2 separate regions of the Rattus norvegicus genome follow, and region 1 is linked to region 2. A link is a contact called in public HiChIP or PLAC-seq data. All regions are on one chromosome and are shown on one strand. The core of a region is the stretch at or near the end of the contact, and the rest is flanking DNA. Distances in the headings are between cores, read along the strand shown.

Region 1 (5,150 bases), core at 2,034-4,533, 140 kb before region 2:
AAGTTCGGTGGCAGCCCAGGCCTTTGATCCCACCACTTGGGAGGCAGAGGCAATCTCAAAGAAAAAAACAAAACAAACAAAAGCTCTGTGCCACCACACCTAGCATTAGGTAGGTCCTTCTAGAAAAAAGGATTTCACTGTTACGTATGCAACGGCATCTGTGAGAGTGTGTGCATGTATGTGTCTGAGTATGTGTGTGACTGTGTGTGTGTATGTGTGCATGAGAGTGTGTGTGTATGTGTGAGTATATGTGTATGCATGTGTCTGGAGTGTGTGTATGTATGTGTGCGTGTGTGTATATGTGTGTGTGTGTGTGTAAGTGTATGTGAGTGTGCATGTGTGTATGTGTGTGAATATATGTGCATGAGTGTGTGTGTGAGTGTGTGTGTATGTGTGAGGTTATGTGTCTGCATGTATATGTGTGTATGTGTGTGATAGTACGTGTGAGTGTCTGTGTATATGTGTATGTGTGTAAGTGTGTATGTGTGTGTATGTGAGTGTGTGTGTCCCCATGTAGCATTTGGTGCAGTACGTGGGAACTGGGGAATTTTGCCTCCTCCCTGCCCTTCTTTCTCCTAACTTGGCACCCTTGAAGAACCAGGGCCTTCCCCAAAGTACCTGAAGGAGCCGGTGTCCAGAGTGTGTGTATGTGTGTGTGTGTGTGTGTGTGTGTGTGTGTGTGTGTGTGTGTGGTGTGTAGTATGAGTGTGTAAGTGTGTACATATGTCACAAGGTGTAAGAAAGGATATGACTCTCATAAGTTGTCCTCTGACCTCCTTATGTACGCCGTGGCACCCACTTACCCATACACAAAGACAACACAAAAAAGGGTCAAGGCGCTTTTATAGAATGGGAGAGAATCTTTGCCAGTCATTCATGTAACAAGGGATTCATATATCAAAGGTTAAAAAAAAACTAAACTAAAAATATTAGACACCAAAACCCACCATCCAATCAGTAAATGAGAAATGAAGCCATTCTGAGGTTGGGCTATCACAGTTGGTGAAATGCCTACAGTGCAAACCTGAGGCTCCTCAGCTCTCACATTAAAAAGCCAGCCACACAGGGATGGGCTGTAGTCACAGCTCTGTAGCTGGCTATCCCAACCATGTGGCCAACTCATGGCCTGGCCTGGCCCAAAAGCTAAGGTACAGCAACTGAGCAAGGCACCCATCATTCCTCAGTCCTCCCCAACATTCACTCAAGTACACACACACACACACACACACACACACACACACACGTTTGTGAGCATGTGAAACCATATGCACATATACCTCACACCCATATATATTGAATTTCCATCTCATTCAGCAATAGCTTATGCCTGCAAATCCTAGCACTTGGGACCAGCCTGGTCTACATAGTGAGCTCTAGGCTACCCATGGCTACCTGGTGAGAGGCACTGCCTAAAAAAGTTAAACAAAACATTAAATTAAAAAAAAAAAAAGAATGACACCAAATTCTGGGGAGAAAAGGATGTATGGGAGGAAGCCCCTCCTCTGTGAGTAGAAATATACCACTAATGGAGTTGCTGTAGAACAGCATGGAGGTCTCAAGTGACCAAGAATTAAAAGAGCCTAGGACCCAGACACACCTGAGTGTAAACGGGAAAGTCACCACACCACAGAGGCACCTTCACAGTATCCACAAAAGCCAAGCCAGGGGACCAGCCTAGGTGCGTCCATCAACAGATAAATGGATGGAGACCTGGGTGCTGCGTACACAATGGAATTTTACTCAGTCACGAAGCAGAAAACATGTGCTTTGCAGGTGAACGGATCGACTTAGAGACCATGCTGCTGAGCGAACAAGCCAGACAGAAACGCAAAACCACATGCTTCCTCATTCAAATACGTACGTATGTGTGCACATGTGAAAGGGGGAGAGAGACTATTTGTGGTGAGGAAGGGTCTAGCTGGAGAGAAACAAAAGGACACTGGTGGTGTGTGTGCGTGCATGTGCACACCAACTACATCAATATACATTTGTAAAAACACAATAACTAAACCCATTATTTTAAAATGGGTTTAAAATTATAAAGACATACGAAACAAATTAAAGCAAGGTTCCTAAAAGCCCAGAAGAGGGCAAGCAGTGGGGTCTTCTGAAGGAACCTGGGGTGGGAGGAGACACAAAGTGGCTAGTTCTGGCCACCTCTGCACTACAAGAGGCACTATTTGGGCTTTTGTTTCCCTTTCTTGGGGCCTCCGTGGCCCTGGGAAAGTCCCCGGTTTCTGACTGGGCTCCTAAAGTAGCTGTGTGTGACCACATCCACGCCTACTGGGGCCTCTGGATGGGATGGCGCTCCTGTTTACTTTCCGTTGTTTTTTGAGACAGAGTGTTTTTGTGTAGCCTTGGCGGTCTTAGAACTTGCTCTGTAAACCAGGGTGGCCCCGAACTCACAGGGATACATACGCCTGTCTCCCAGATGCTGCATTCCTATCTCTGTTCCCAAGCTTCCCACAAACCTGCTCTGCCATGGGATGTCCTGGGCAGGGTGGTCGTGGCCTCAGGTCTGGGGGCTTCACTTCCTGCTTAGTAAACTCTGCCTTTGAAATCCTGACAGTGATGTACAGGCCATTCCCGGAACAGGAGGGCTAGGATGTCTCAGTCTCTCAGCCTTCCTTTCCTTCCTGTGATCCTCTCTCTGGCTTAGCACGGCAAGGCCCAGGTAGAGACACGTCTTCTCATGCAGTCAGAACAAGGATCCAAAAGGAAAAGAGAAGCCAGAAAGAGAGCCGGTGCAAAGCTGGATGGGAGGGGGAGGGGCAGAAGGAGCCCTCCTCGATCACCCCTAACTGGCACTTGGTGTGGTTCAGGTCACAGGATTTCATCTTGGGCCCTGGAGAAGGCAACTCCTTCTGGCCTATCTACCACCCCAACAATACAGGAATGGAAGACATTTTAGAAGAGGTCTCAGGCTGTCTCTCCAGGTTACACAGCAAATAAACAACATGGCTGGAGGGCTGGCCAGGTCTGCTTGGTTGTGCTCCCTCCTCCTCCAGCTGCCCCTTCTGCGGCTCTCATTGTTCCCAGGAAAGTAGCAGGAGTGGGGGTGGGGAAGAGGTGACTCCCACAGAGCCTGCCAGGTCTCAGATATAAGGACAAGGACTTCAGGTTCACCTTCCTGAAGCTTTCGGCCTGCTTTGGCAAGTCCCAACTAAGGATCCTCAGATTAGAAATACAAAGAAGTCTGTGAAAGCTGTCACCCCAGGGCCTGGCTCTCACAAGGACAGTCCCTGGCAGGCCTCCTCCTCCTCCCTCTCACCCCCCCATCCTGCCTTGGCTCCTCTCCGGCCATAACAGCGGCTCAGGCAAGCTTTTAGTCATCTGGGTCAAACTGAGCTCTTATTTCTCTTGGTGTCATGAAACATCAGGGGAAGCCAAGGGCTATTGTCCATGGCCAGCCTATGTTCTTACTCTCCCAGCTTCCCCCAAATACCTGCCTCCTGGTCTCACTTCCCATTCTGTCCAGTTGCCAGAGGTGCCTTCCTCGGCTGTCCCTTTTACTCTTAAAAACTCAAAAAGTATCCACTGTCGTCGCCGTCATCATCATCATCATCATCATCACCACCACCACCATCACCACCATCATCACCACCACCACCACCACCATCACCACCATCACCACCACCACCATCACCACCATCATCACCATCAACATCACTATTATTATCACTCTGTGTGTGTGTGTGTGTATGTGTGTGTGTGTGTGTGTGTGTGTGTGTGTGAATGATATAGGTGTGCACCTGCCATGGCCTGAGGGTGAAGGTCAGAGGGCAACTCTGTAGAGCTGTTTCTCTCCTTCCACCTTTATGTGGGTTCCAAGGACCAAAGCCATGTCACAAGGCTTGCTTGGCAAGCACCTTTACCCAGCGAGCCACCTTACCAGCCTGCTCCACTCTTACCCAGCTCGTTCCTCAAACCTCCTCCCCCGGCCTCTTACATAAGTGTACCCTGTCACTCCATTCTGTTCTGTCCCCAGTCCTCACAGCTCACCTGCACCCCACCTGAACCTCATCTCTGGGAGACGTTTTATTAGACAGACATTTGACAGGGTGGGTGAATAACTGGAAGGACCCAGGATGTAGTAAGGTCTAGAAAATGGAAGAGGATGCCAGGGTATGGTCAAGGGTTCTCCTGGGGTGCTGGCAACCAGGGCAAGGACTCTGTACTCCCCATCCACAAAGAGACCTCTTTGCTGTGTGAGAAGCGCAAGTTCAAGGTTCCTATGCGTTAGGACTCAGAATGCAGCCGGTATTTGGAGGCTGACCACTTAGGTGGGTCCTCATTCAAGGTCGAAAGCAGACTTATAGGAGGAGGGAATTTGGACAGAGGGACACTAGGAAGGAAGGTGACACAGCACACAGAGAGGTCAGGGGAGAGCATGAGGAAAAACTGTCAGCCTCTCGGACCTGGAAAGTCTGACAGCTCCTCCTTCCTCTAGGCACCTAAGGTTGCCATGTTTTTAAAAATTATTTTCTATGTGCATTGGTGCTCTGCCTGCATGTATGCATGTGTGAGGCTCCCCTGAGACTGGAGTTAGAGACAGTTGTGAGCTACCACATGGGTGCTGGGAATTGAACCAAGGTCCTCTGGAAGAGCAGCCAGTGCTCTTAACTGCTGAGCCATCTCTCCAGCCCCTCAAGACTGCCTCAATGGCGTTTCTTTACCTTCCAGCCTCCATGTTTAGACATAAACCAATTGGCTTGCAGCAGGACTCAGTGATGGGAGATACCGGGTTACGGGATTGGGAAGGCCTTGTGGGTAAAGACGCCCCCCCCAGAAAGAAGAGGTCTGGGAGGAGGGAGAAGAGGGAAGGTAATCAGTCATGAGAAAGCCCCTCACCTGAAAATCTCCTGAAGCTTGCAATCATAGAAACTAAAATTTATTCTCAGTCTCATCCAAGGCCTGAATGGTTGGCCGTCATTGTCCACAAACTTGTTCCAACACTTTTTAAATTCTGAATGAGAAGAGGAGAGAAAGCAGTGAGGCCCCGCAGGAGTCTCCACCGTCACTCTAGGGTGGCTCCCTGGGCACACCCCCCTCACTGTATGGCAGACCCACGTGCCATTCTACGGTGCCGGTGCCCACCCCTCACCTGGTAGGTCCATGGCAGCCACGTGGACTCCTTCCTGAATCAGCCT
Region 2 (5,201 bases), core at 1,579-4,078:
GGCTTTGAAGTCATCCTCCTGCCTCTGCCTCCCAAGTGCTGTATAGGTGCTACCACTCCCAGCTCCTTCAACCACTAGTAATATTTCTGTTTTTCGGGGCATCTCTGGCAAGTTCTTTCCATGCCCATTTCTTTCTTCATCTTTTTTTTTCTTTTTTCTTTTTTTCGGAGCTGGGGACCGAACCCAGGGCCTTGGGGCCTTGCGCTTGCTAGGCAAGTGCTCTACCGCTGAGCTAAATCCCCAACCCCATCTTTTTTTTTTTTTTTTTTTTCAGAGCTGGGGACCGAACCTAGAGCCTTGTGCTTGCTAGGCAAGCGCTCTACCACTGAGGTAAATCCCCAACCCCATTTCTTCATCTTTTTAGATATTTATTTTATTCTATCTGTATATGGGCGTTTTGCCTGCATGTTTGTATGTGTGTCAGAAGGTATCAGATCCCCTAGAATGGATGGCTGCGAGACATGCTGTGGGAACCAAACTCAGGCAACCCTTGTTCCCAACTGCTGAGCCATCTCTCCAACCCCTCACGTCTCTTCCTTTCTTTCTGTTTGTTTTTGTTGTTTGTTTTGTTGTTGTTTTTTGAGGTAGGATTTCTCCGAGTAGCTTTGGCTGCCCTGGAACTCACATTGTACATTAGGCTGGCCTTGAACTCACACAAGTCTGCCTGCCTCTGCTTCCCAAGTGCTGGGATTAAAGGTACGTGCCACCACCACGTATCCTCTGTCTATTTCTTAAAGCTTTGTTTTGACCAGCTCACTGAGGTTGTATGGAGGGTCTCTTTTCTTGACCCCAGGAGCTCTGCGTTCTGATGTCCATGCCAGCCATGGTCAGCCAGGACTTCCCCTCAGGGTGAAAAAGAGAAGGCACGACCAGGAAGAGCGGAGCCTTTCTTTCCCAGAAAGAGCTGGGAGCTGTATGGGAGCATTGAGGAACTTGTTGGCTAGGAACAAAGTGTGGGGCTCAGGAAGGCATTTCCCTCTGTGAAAGTCCTGCATTTGACAGCCTCTGGGCTTCCTCCCTTGTGACACGTCATGTAATTCTCAGCAGACCTTTGGGTCACGAACTGCCCTCTCTCATCTACAAGTAGAGGAAGTAAGACTCAGAGTTAGCCCAAGGTCTAGCCATTTCAGCCAGGACCAGACTTAGGCTGCCAGACTCAGGGTCCCCCTGGTACCTGCTCACTCTCAATGCTTCTATTTCCTTCTGTCCTTCTGAGGGGCTCCACATTCCAGGCATGACCCCGGCTCTCCTATTGCTTAGCTACTCTGTCCTCTGAGAAGGCACATCCACCTGCGTTGTGGCGCTTTACTACCCCATATGTGGTACAGGGAACACCTCCTTCCCCTCCTGCTGTCCCCCCAGTATGAGTCTGCGTCTTCAAGAGGAAGTGGACATCCTTGTCACATGCAGTTTGAAGCCAAGTGCCTGGAGGAGCAGTGACCGGCACCAACCATCTCAGAGAATGGCATCCTAGTACCCGTGGGCACCACAAAGACCAAGAAGCACAGGCTCTCAGGAGAGTGGAGGACACTAAGAGACTGGCCTAAGAGGTAGAGGGTAAGGTTGGTCTCAGGCTCTGTGGCAAACAGAGAGTGGGCAGCTGGGGGAGGGGGGTTAGCCTTTGAAGTTCATGGGGCCTACAGAGAATCTTCTAGTAAATATTGTATGTTGTCTTGGAAGTAGGCAGACACCCCAGGAGCTCAACCTATTTCCTGCTTCTCCAAGGCCAACCTTATAGCCAGGCAGGAAGTGTCTCCTTCCGTGGTGGCATCCTGGTCCAAACCAGGATTGTCCTATTCCAGCAGGTAAGCCTGATCACAGCAAGACTCTCTTCCTCAAGTCCCTGGGACATGCAGAGGCTGGCGGTGGCCAGTTGGGACCTTGGCACCCTAGGTTCCTCCCCAAGTTTGGAGGGGGATAGTTGGCGTAGGCCACAAACCACCCCCCTGTTCTATTTTTCCTTTGTTCTCCTCATCCTATATTTAAAGCAACCACCTCCCACTGCCAGCTGCTGTCTTCAATCCTTAGAAAGACGGTGGGGGTGGGGTGAGAGCAAGCCACAGAGGCAGAAGGTTTGTATTATTATTAATAAGACTTCTAGACTCTTGGGTGCACAGACGTGCTAGGCTCTGTGCTGAGCATTCTGTACACTGGGTCTGGTTTGGCTCTTCTGTCCATTCTGGGATGCTGGTGCCTACATCTCACAGGCGAGTCAGGCCCAGTAGTTACAGGGCAGATCAGGATTCAGGTCGTCAGCCTGTGATCCCAGAGCCCAGCTCAAAACTGCTCAGGTGGCTGCTGCCCTCTGGAACAACTCCCTGTACCTCTGTGACCTCACCTGCAGAATAAGGATCATCCTCCTGCCCCAGGTAGACGTTGGAACCCAGGAAGAAGTGACCATGAATGTTTAAAGATGTCCACATTGCTGGGGCTCATGGATTTGGGTTAGGGCTGGTGTGGAGCCTTGGGCTCCATTCCTGACACAAAGCTTAGCGGGGTTTAGGGGAGACTGTCTGGAAGTGTCCTAGGGTGTCGGGAAGGTTAGGCTGAGTCTGTCAAGATGGCCACTATCTCCATTCCTCCCTTACCACCTAAACTCTACAAAGCTAAATCAGGAAAGGCGGGGTGACTACTGAATGCCCCTGACCAGTGACAGAGACCACATGCAGCTGGGACCAGACCCTGACCTTTCATCTCGAGCTGAGACAGACTCCAGAGCATGTGCACCCGTGCTGGGGTTTTGCTCCTGACCAAGCAGCACCCCCTGCTATGTGTCCTTCTAGCCTCAAAATAGCCTTGTGAAACAGGCCAGGGAGATTGCACAAGAACCTTAGCATCGGGGAGGAAATAACCCACAGCCATCTTGTGTGTGTGAAGCAGGCTCTGGGTGAGGTTCTCACTGTGAGCTAGTGGCTCAGGGTGACAGCAAGAGTCCCACACTACCTGCCCCCTGCAGTAGTGACAGCTGCCCAGTCATTCTGTGTCCCCTTGTGCCCTGTGGCACATGTCACCATAGCATCTGCACCTGCTGCACCTTAGTTATTCCGTTAACTAAGGAGTGCTGGGACTGTGTGCTCTGTGCATCCCCAGTGCCTGGCACAAGGCTCCACATACACTATAATACATGCGTGAGCCACTGTGCATCCTCACACATGCTGTGCCAGCACTTAGGAAATGTAAGCAGGACTCTCGGAAATTTAGGTTACATCGTGATTGCCAGGCCAGCCTGGACTAAGCACGAGTGAGTCCCGATGTCTCTAAGAAATAAACACAAGTCAAGAATGCTGGTGTGAGCCTCTGATCCCAGCACTCAGGAGGCAGAGGCAGGCAGAACTCTGTGAGTTCAAGGCCAGCCTGGTCTACAGAGAGAGTTTCAGGACAGGCAGGTCTACACAGAAAAACCCTGTCTTGAAAAACCAAACTAACTGACCAAGTAGTAGTAGTAGTAGTAGTAGTAGTAGTAGTAGTAGTAGTAGTAGTAATAATAATAATAATAATAATAATAATAATAATAATATGCAGTGTGACTAATTAATTGAGCAAGTGAATAAAAGAATGATAATTGGGCAGCTAGACAAGTAGAGGGATGGGTGGATGGAGGAATGATGGATGGGTAAGTGTGTAAGAAGAATGGAGGGATGGATGGAAAGAGAGGGATGGGTGGAAATGTTGGTAGGGGGATGATGAGTGGATGGAAGGAAGAGGATAGAGGGATGAAAAGATGAGGTATAGAGGGTTGGTGGTCTGGGTACAGGACTCTAAAGGGGACTCCGGAATGAGAGCTGGCAGCTAGGGGCTCTGGGCAGAAGTACAGGCTCATGTTCCCAGCAGGAGCCCTCTGTGAAACTTCTGGCATCTTCCTTGACCACACTGGAGCCAGAATCTTCTGGCTGTGAGGACTCGAGAAGCAGAGGAACCTTCTGTTCCTTGTGGATCCCTGACCAAGCTTAAGACTGTGTACTCAGCTGCTGTTCACTCAATCATTAGCTCTAGGAGGCGTGGAGGTCCTTGACGCTCAGATGAACCCTAGAGGAACCTGGAATGTTAAACACACAGGGTTGTTCCTTTACAGGAAGGGATGCACAGCCTGCTATGACCATCACATGTCTGATGGGTCAGCATCTGTGAGGTTGAGCAGGATCCCTAGCAACAGAGTCAGCCCAGTAGGCAGGCTGGAGTGGTCCTGTGCCCGACCAGAGACCATCTCTCTACCTCTTCTTATCTGAGTGAATCCAGTGGTCAGGATAGAACCACAGCTATTTCTCCAGGCTCTCTGGACCCGCTGTGGTCTCCATATAGCTTGTCTTCTCCCTCCATCGCACCTGGCTGCTGGGCTCTGGAATGAAGGCCACTCCTATCACGATGCAGCCAGAGCCTTAACTATAAACCCAGCTAACACCAACGGTCTGCTCCATGGCTGGGGTACAGGGATCATGGAGGAAGGGAGACCGCCAAAGCACTGACCCCAGGGCCTACATACAGGAACCATTTAACTGGGATAGAGAGGTTTAGAAAGCCATGGGAAAGTCAAGAGGCTCCCAGCTTGTCAGTCAAAGATGCTATGAGTGGGGAGTGGGCAGAGCCATGATCGACAGGGTGAGACTCATACGTTATGGGCAGGAGGAAAAAACCTGGACCAGTGGGCAGGGACTCTTACAGGACAGCAAGGGGACAGAATAGGGATTGAGAACTCAGGCTTCATCTAGCTTTGAGGGTCTGACGGAGCTGGGGTGGGTAGGGGAGCAAGAGAGCCAGACCAGTAAGAACCTGCCCTACTAGCCAAAATGGAGCCGGGCTGCAAGCCATGCTGCAGGCATCAGAGAGCAGCAACCTCTTCACTGAAGCCCTCACTTGTACCCTGAACCTGATGGGTGTAACCCCTAGACCCAAAGTTCCCCATGGCTTTCCACCCTGGCTTGCAAGACCCAGCATAGCTTGGTTCCCCCACCTCTCCCTAGGGTCAACATTCCTGGCACCAATCCTGGTTCTAGGGCTTGGAGCCCCAGAACTGCAGGGCATGAGACACAACACTAAGCCCTGGGGCACTGGTAATACCCAGTTTCGCATTCACATCACCCAGGTGAGCTGGTCCTAGCCGGGTCCGCCACAACAGAAGAGACACTCATGATGTCCCACCTTGGGAGCCCAGACCTCTGTAGGCGCAACCATCCTGCCCTTTCTGAGTCCACAAATTGAACAGC

Evidence for each region. HiChIP or PLAC-seq counts read pairs in DNA pulled down with a chosen protein or histone mark.
Region 1: an H3K27ac HiChIP or PLAC-seq map of oligodendrocytes shows a contact between it and region 2, with 7 times the contacts expected there. The contact joins two enhancer-like sites. A contact is called at or near these places in 7 of 12 Hi-C or Micro-C datasets (the A7r5 cell line, the Rat2 cell line, Schwann cells and 4 more) and 1 of 1 datasets of contacts at active chromatin or transcription factors (oligodendrocytes).

What each region holds. Positions count from the first base shown.
Region 1 is chr7:113,319,639-113,324,788 of GRCr8, reverse strand. It overlaps Apobec3 (apolipoprotein B mRNA editing enzyme catalytic subunit 3), which reads right to left. Exons shown (of 8, transcript NM_001033703.2): 3 at 5,105-5,150; 4 at 4,852-4,966. Among named protein-coding and RNA genes, the nearest start is that of Apobec3, 8.0 kb to the right of the region's middle. Within about 2 kb of position 3,283, at least 9 of the 93 cell types and tissues checked have an H3K27ac peak or open chromatin away from gene starts, as enhancers often do.
Region 2 is chr7:113,183,833-113,189,033 of GRCr8, reverse strand. No RefSeq gene overlaps it. Among named protein-coding and RNA genes, the nearest start is that of Sun2, 14 kb to the right of the region's middle. Within about 2 kb of position 2,828, at least 8 of the 93 cell types and tissues checked have an H3K27ac peak or open chromatin away from gene starts, as enhancers often do.